Regions from separate parts of the Canis lupus genome. Here region 2 is linked to region 1. A link is a contact called in public Hi-C data. All regions are on one chromosome and are shown on one strand. The core of a region is the stretch at or near the end of the contact, and the rest is flanking DNA. Distances in the headings are between cores, read along the strand shown. Region 1 holds the start of BHLHE40 (class E basic helix-loop-helix protein 40). Region 2 overlaps ITPR1 (inositol 1,4,5-trisphosphate receptor type 1).

Evidence for each region. A called contact is a pair of places that touch in the nucleus more often than the background predicts.
Region 2: a contact with region 1 is called in a Hi-C map of blood, with 4 times the contacts expected there. The contact joins the enhancer-like site here to the promoter of BHLHE40 in region 1. A contact is called at or near these places in 4 of 9 Hi-C or Micro-C datasets (amygdala, blood and liver).

The regions. Positions count from the first base shown.
Region 1 is chr20:12,721,790-12,725,001 of UU_Cfam_GSD_1.0, reverse strand. BHLHE40 (class E basic helix-loop-helix protein 40) reads left to right here and starts at 1,255. Exons shown (of 5, transcript XM_038565786.1): 1 at 1,255-1,572; 2 at 1,741-1,810; 3 at 2,072-2,179; 4 at 3,138-3,212. The coding sequence starts at 1,493.
Region 2 is chr20:12,835,788-12,838,647 of UU_Cfam_GSD_1.0, reverse strand. All of the region lies in intron 59 of ITPR1 (inositol 1,4,5-trisphosphate receptor type 1), which reads left to right. Among named protein-coding and RNA genes, the nearest start is that of BHLHE40, 110 kb to the right of the region's middle. Within about 2 kb of position 1,582, at least 12 of the 20 cell types and tissues checked have an H3K27ac peak or open chromatin away from gene starts, as enhancers often do. A contact at or near this core is called in blood, where this site is marked.

The DNA.
Region 1 (3,212 bases), core at 6-2,505:
GGGCCCGGGGTCCGCGTCCCACGGGGGCGGCCGGGAGGGCCTCGCAGGCGGCGGCCCCGTGGCCCGAGCTCCGGCCACGTGAAGCGTCACGCCCGGTGCTGCCGCAGGGCAGGCGTCGCCGCCGCAGTTGTGTAACGTTGCAGCCGGAGGGGAGGCGACCCGGGCGCCTCTGCTCCGGAGGGGGCAGGGAGGGAGGGCACGTGGGCGCCGCGCCCGGGGCCTCTCCGCGCGGGCCTGGCCGAGGCGGGGCGGACGTGGGCCGCGGGACCCCGGGAGCGCGCGGGAGGGTGCGGGCGGCGCGGCTGCGGGCTGTCCCCAGCGGCCGAGCCCGGGGAGCCAGGCCCGCGGCGCACTCGCTCGGCGGTCAGGTGCGCGCGGCGTGCTCGGCGGCGGCCTCGGCTGCCCCTGCGCTTGGCGGCCGGCCCGCTTCCCATGGGGTGACATCCGCCCCGCCCCTCGGCCCCTCCCCGCGGCGGGCGATTCCTGGACGCCGGGCGCGGGGTGGGGGTGGGGGTGGGGGCGGGGAAGCCGGGACGGAAAGCAGCACCAGCCTCCGGGGAGGGCAGGGGGGCCGGGCGACTCCCTCCGCTGCGCGCCGGTTCCTCGGAGCCGGCCGGGCGGGGGAGGAGGAAGAGGGCTGGGCTGGAGCGAGCGAGGGGATATTCCTCTCCCGGCTTGAGTCAGACGCGGGCGGATCCGTCCTCCCCCGTTCCCTCCCAGGAGACGGGAACTTACTTCATTTCCCTGGGGCAGGTTCGCCCACGTTACTACCCCCCCCCCACCACCACCACCCGGGCCCGGCGGCGGCGGCGGCTCCCCGGCCCCTTCCAGCTTCCGCGCCCCCCGCCCGCTTGGGCAGGACCCAGGCCGCGCTGCCACCCCCTCTTCGGGGAAAGGCCGCCGCAGCCGCAGACACCTGGGGGCCGGGACTGGGGGTGGGGGCTCCCTCGCAGCCGCGGGAGCGTTGTCCAACACGTGAGACTCATGTGATGAAGCCGGGGGAGGGCGGGCAGGTCGCTCCTTCCCTCCCTGGCAGCGGCCAGACGTGCCTGGAGTCACAGGGTAGAACACGTAGCTCCAACCCACCCACTCGCTCCCATTTAACCCAGCCCGCAGCCTCTCCATTACTCCTCAGCTCGCCCCCCCACCCCCTCCGCCCAGCCGGCCCCCCCCGCGCTCCCTCCCGCCTCCCCGCCCGCCCCACTTCTCATTCACTTGGCTCGCACCGCGCAGACGGCGCAGGGAGCACACACCGCCAGTCTGCGCGCAGAGCCGGAGCCAGAGGCCGCGGGGACACCATGCACGCCCCCAACTGAAGCAGCACCTCAAAGCCGCAGCGCCCGGCAGCCCAAGCGGATTTCGGGGAGCTCAGACCCGGAGGAACCCTTGCGGAGAGACAGCCCCCCTCCCGGGAGCCCCTTGCAGGACAGTCCTCACCCCGACGTTCCGCTACTGCAGACGGGAGTGCACAGTGGCCCCGGCTCGCCGCGCCATGGAGCGGATCCCCAGCGCGCAACCGCCCCCCGCCTGCCTGCCCAAAGCTCCGGGACTGGAGCCCGGAGACCTACCTGGGTAAGTTGGCGCTCCCCGGCCCCTCCAAGCCTCAGCTCCGGCCCTGCGTTTTGCGCCGCTCTCAACTCGGAGCAGCTCCGGGCGCGTCCGGGGGCCTCTAACCCTCCAGGGCGCCTGCAGCCTTCGGGCACGCAAAGTCACGACCCTACCTGGCCCCTCTTCCTGCAGGATGGATTTTGCCCACATGTACCAAGTGTACAAGTCGAGGCGGGGAATAAAGCGGAGCGAGGATAGCAAGGTAAGACACACCGCGCCCCTCGGGACCCCAGCCCCAGGCGCGCGCGCTGCTGCCAAGAAAAGTTTTCGCACTTGGAGCTTGGCGGGGGGATGCAAGGTGTGGGCTCGGTGCTTCTGTGAAACGGCTTGGACGGGAAGGGGCAGAAAGTGGTTCTGGGTGTGACTCCGCGGCCCCAACTCTTATCGCGCCGCAGGGGAGGGGAGGAGAGGGGCTTCTCGCCCGTTTGCCCTGGCGCCCACCGCCTCCCCGTGCGCCTTGCAGGAGACCTACAAACTGCCGCACCGGCTCATCGAGAAAAAGAGACGTGACCGGATTAACGAGTGCATCGCCCAGCTGAAGGATCTCCTACCCGAACATCTCAAACTTACAGTAAGTGAGAAGCTGGCCCCGCTCCAAGCCAGCTCTTCTACCCAGAGGGCGGGCGGGGGTCACTCGCCGCCGCCTGCAGGCCCCACAGGGAACTGCAGACCAGATGGCCGGCGCGGGGCTGGCGGGTGGCTCTGTTTTGGGGTACCATTCCCCCCGGCTCTGGGATTTTTCTGGCAGCCTCATGCAAATGAAGTGAGAACCGCTTGGACTTCTCCAAGTTGGCTCCAACACCAACTAGCCTTCGTTTTCAAGAGTTTAGGTCTTTCCTTTCTGGTGATTTTCAGGGTTCTTTAGTTTTGCTGACTTGGCTAAACCAAGCAACACGCAGATTTTATTTACCCCCCTACTCTCGGCCATCCCCCTTTTTAAAAATAAAGAGGACTTGTTTGGGTGCGCGATTTTTATGTCCTGTCCTTTCTTGGCAGTAGCCGACAGCTTACTGGCTTGGCAGCGCTCGGTTGGGGAAAGGAAAAAAAAAAATAGTATTTGAGGAGGAAGTAAAAAGCCTGGATGAGCTGAAAGTTATGAAAGGGTGTCAGGAAAAGAAGCTAGGGGAAGCCTCTTGGCTGCCAGACACAGTAGAAGTCCCTCCTCAGGTTGACACCACTGCAGAGAAATGTTATCTCCGGATTCCCCTGAGTTAAGGTCAGCAGTGGCTGCTGGAGAAATTTATCTGTCAGAGCTTTCTCCTGATGCAGCCACCTCTTCCAAAAATGCCTTCAAAGATAAGTGACACTCATTTTTTTATTCTTCAGTCAGAAGTGTGTGCATGTATGTATACGGACACACACTTTTTAAAAACATCATCTCCAAATTTAAAAGTAAATATAGTCAAACAGGAAATGCTATTTCTTCCCTCCCCCCACCAACCCTTTAGAGATATGTCCCATTGCTACTAAGTGTCCCAGAGGTGGGACTTCTCTGAGCTCACTGCTGACTAAGGCTCTTTTTATTCCAGACTTTGGGTCACTTGGAAAAAGCAGTCGTTCTGGAACTTACCTTGAAGCATGTGAAAGCACTAACAAACCTAATT
Region 2 (2,860 bases), core at 333-2,832, 110 kb before region 1:
ACCTGTGAAATGTAGAGATACCGTATGTGGTTTGAGTTCACTGAACTTTGGAACAGAGGAAAGTGGATCTTTGGACTTGGGACTGGCCAACAAATTCCAAGTGTGGGATCCCTTGTTTTTAGTGAACTTTATTTTTTATAGCAGTTTTAGGTTTACATAAAAACAGCAGAAAGCACAGGGTTCCCGTATATTGCTCCCTTCCTACCTCCCCTCCCCACACTCACACACATAGTTTCCCCTCTTATTAACATTTTTTATTACTGCGGTGTATTTGTTCTAACTGATGAACCAATATATGACACATGATTAAATACAGACCAGTTTACGTTAGGGCTCACCCTTGGTGTTGTACCTTCTACAGGCTTTAACAATTATACAGTGACCTGTATCCAGCACTACAGCAGCAAACAGAAGAGCTTCACTGCCCTAAAAATCCTCTGCGCTCCACCAAGACGTCCTTCCCTCCCCCCAGCCCCTGATCTTCTTACTGTGTCCATAGCTGGCATCCATTTTTTTAGTTTAGTTGTTTTTAATGTATAATATTTGCTATAAATAGCAATTTTAGAATCACTGAGCAGAGTTAGAGATCATTATCACCGTTTCTCACCCAAAGCAACAGATTCTGGGTTTTGTTTTGCTGTGGTCTCAGAAAAGTGAGCCCTAAAAATGAATTATTTTAGTCCCCTTCAGTAAAAAAAAGTCACCCCTCCCCACCAAAGGGGCAAGTAATCTGAAGTTCATGAAGTGTCCTGTATTCTTGCTTTTGGAAAGTTAAGGATTACCCGCAGTCCTCCCCTGCACCCCTGCCTCCTCTAGTCACTCCTGTCCCCTGCGGTCCCAGGCTTTCTGGGAAAACCTGGTTTGTCATCCTGCTCAGTAAGATGAGTAGACACACATCTGTCATGTGAGTTGAAGGGACAGTCTTTACCTTTCTGAATCTCCTCAGAGGGGACTGGGAGAGACAAGCCACAGGTCTCCTTCCCCAGGACCCATCTTCTCTCCCCCACCATCTCTCTTGCCCTCCTGCCCCCCACTGTGCCCCCCACCGAGAGATCCAAAATCTCTAGTCCGGCTATTTCAACAGTAAATGCTCCACTGTTTACATGGTAAACAAACTGCTACCTGAGCAGACTTTCTCCGAGGAAGGTAATTGATTACCTCAGTCGTCTTTCTTAGAACAGCCTCTTCAGTTGAACCTGGGAAGAAGAAAAAAAAAAAAACCTCTTCTCAGAATGATTAGCATTTGCATCATACAATCCAACTTCCTCTCCTCCTCCTCTCTGTCTCTCACACTCTCTCACACACACACACACACACACACACACACACACACCCTCCTTCTTTCCAGTCAAGGACATTTCAAGAGGTCAGTACCGCCCCCGTGTCTAAAACTTCAATGTTTGCCTTTGCAGGGACTTTTCCAACTTTACCTAGAAAAGAACTAACCAGAACTTTAGCACTTGTGGTCAGCCTGCTTCCGGCTGTGGCTTCAGTCAGTTTGTCTGCTCTGACAGAGGAAGCGCTTGCTGTGCCGGGAACTGCACTGGCTGGATTGTAGGAGGACCAGGGCAGACGGTGCCTAACGACATTGGTATGCGAGATGCCAGCAGCAAGGAGAGCCAGGCAGGCACGGGGGACGTCTCAGGCCCAGAGCGACAGATGCTGCTGACAGACGCTCCCTGAACCCACAGCCTCCCCCAACTCCACCCTCCTGCACACACACACACACACACACACACGTGTGCACACACACTAAATTCACGTACAGACAAAATGCCAGTTGAAGATGATTTCCTCAAAAAATGCAGAAGCCAAGACACTGAGCCGTGTTTTGGATCTTCAGTGCACATAAAGGCAGGATGCTGCAAACGCTTCGAGGCCTCCAGACTGACCAGCTGGAGCACCGTGTACTGCAGGCTCCCCTGGAATCCTAGAGCACTCAAGCAGGCGCACCATCTCCTATGAAAGTCCAAGCTAAATACAAAGTGATTGGATTCAAGTGTTCTCTGCCCCTGTACTAGTAATTGGGATCGTCTAAGCATTTTCCCTTCGAGACTTAGATTCTCTACGGAGGGAGATGCAGTCGGTGAGCAACCTTACACTGCACCAGAGCTTATCCTACTGTGCAGGGTGCAAAATCAAATGGAAGCTGAGAGAACAGTGTGGCTAGAATTGCTAATTAATTATAACCACTAGGTACTCCTTGGTAATTTGAGATTTGACTTAACAGCTCGGGATGATTATTTAATTAAAATACTGGCAACACGGAGGATTTCAGATTTGGGGATTTACCTGCTTCAGTGCAGAAAAGCTAAAAATACATGCCATCCGGACTACTTGAATTTCTGCAGTTGAGCTGCTTTCCGGTGGTTTAGGATTTTAGTGGGATTCCCCCATCTTAGATCGCATTGTTATGTATCAGAGTTGGAGGAAAGCACTGAGGGAGAAGCTGTGTGGCGGTAGCCAGAAAATATCAGAAATATCAGCCAGAAATCCTTTTCCAGCTCTGCACTCAAGGACTCCACTGAGCTGGAGAATGAAGGTTTATCCCTAGGATCAGGGTATGTGGCCTAAAGTGGCCTCAGGCAAATAGGACATTTCTTTCAAATCTTGGATTTAACTTTTAAAATTTGATTAAATGTCATGTTCTTTGTAGGGCATATTTTGAGTTTAACATAAAAATATTTTCAATAATTTACCATTCAGTGAAACGGGCATTCTAAAAAAAAGATGCATTATTTTCTGTCTGTGGCATTATATACCCTTGGGCCGGACCTTCATGCCCCAGGATGATGGGTGTCTCACTCATGGAAGCCCAAGTAAAGCAAAAGCAAAGGGGATCTGAGTGCATCATCATAGC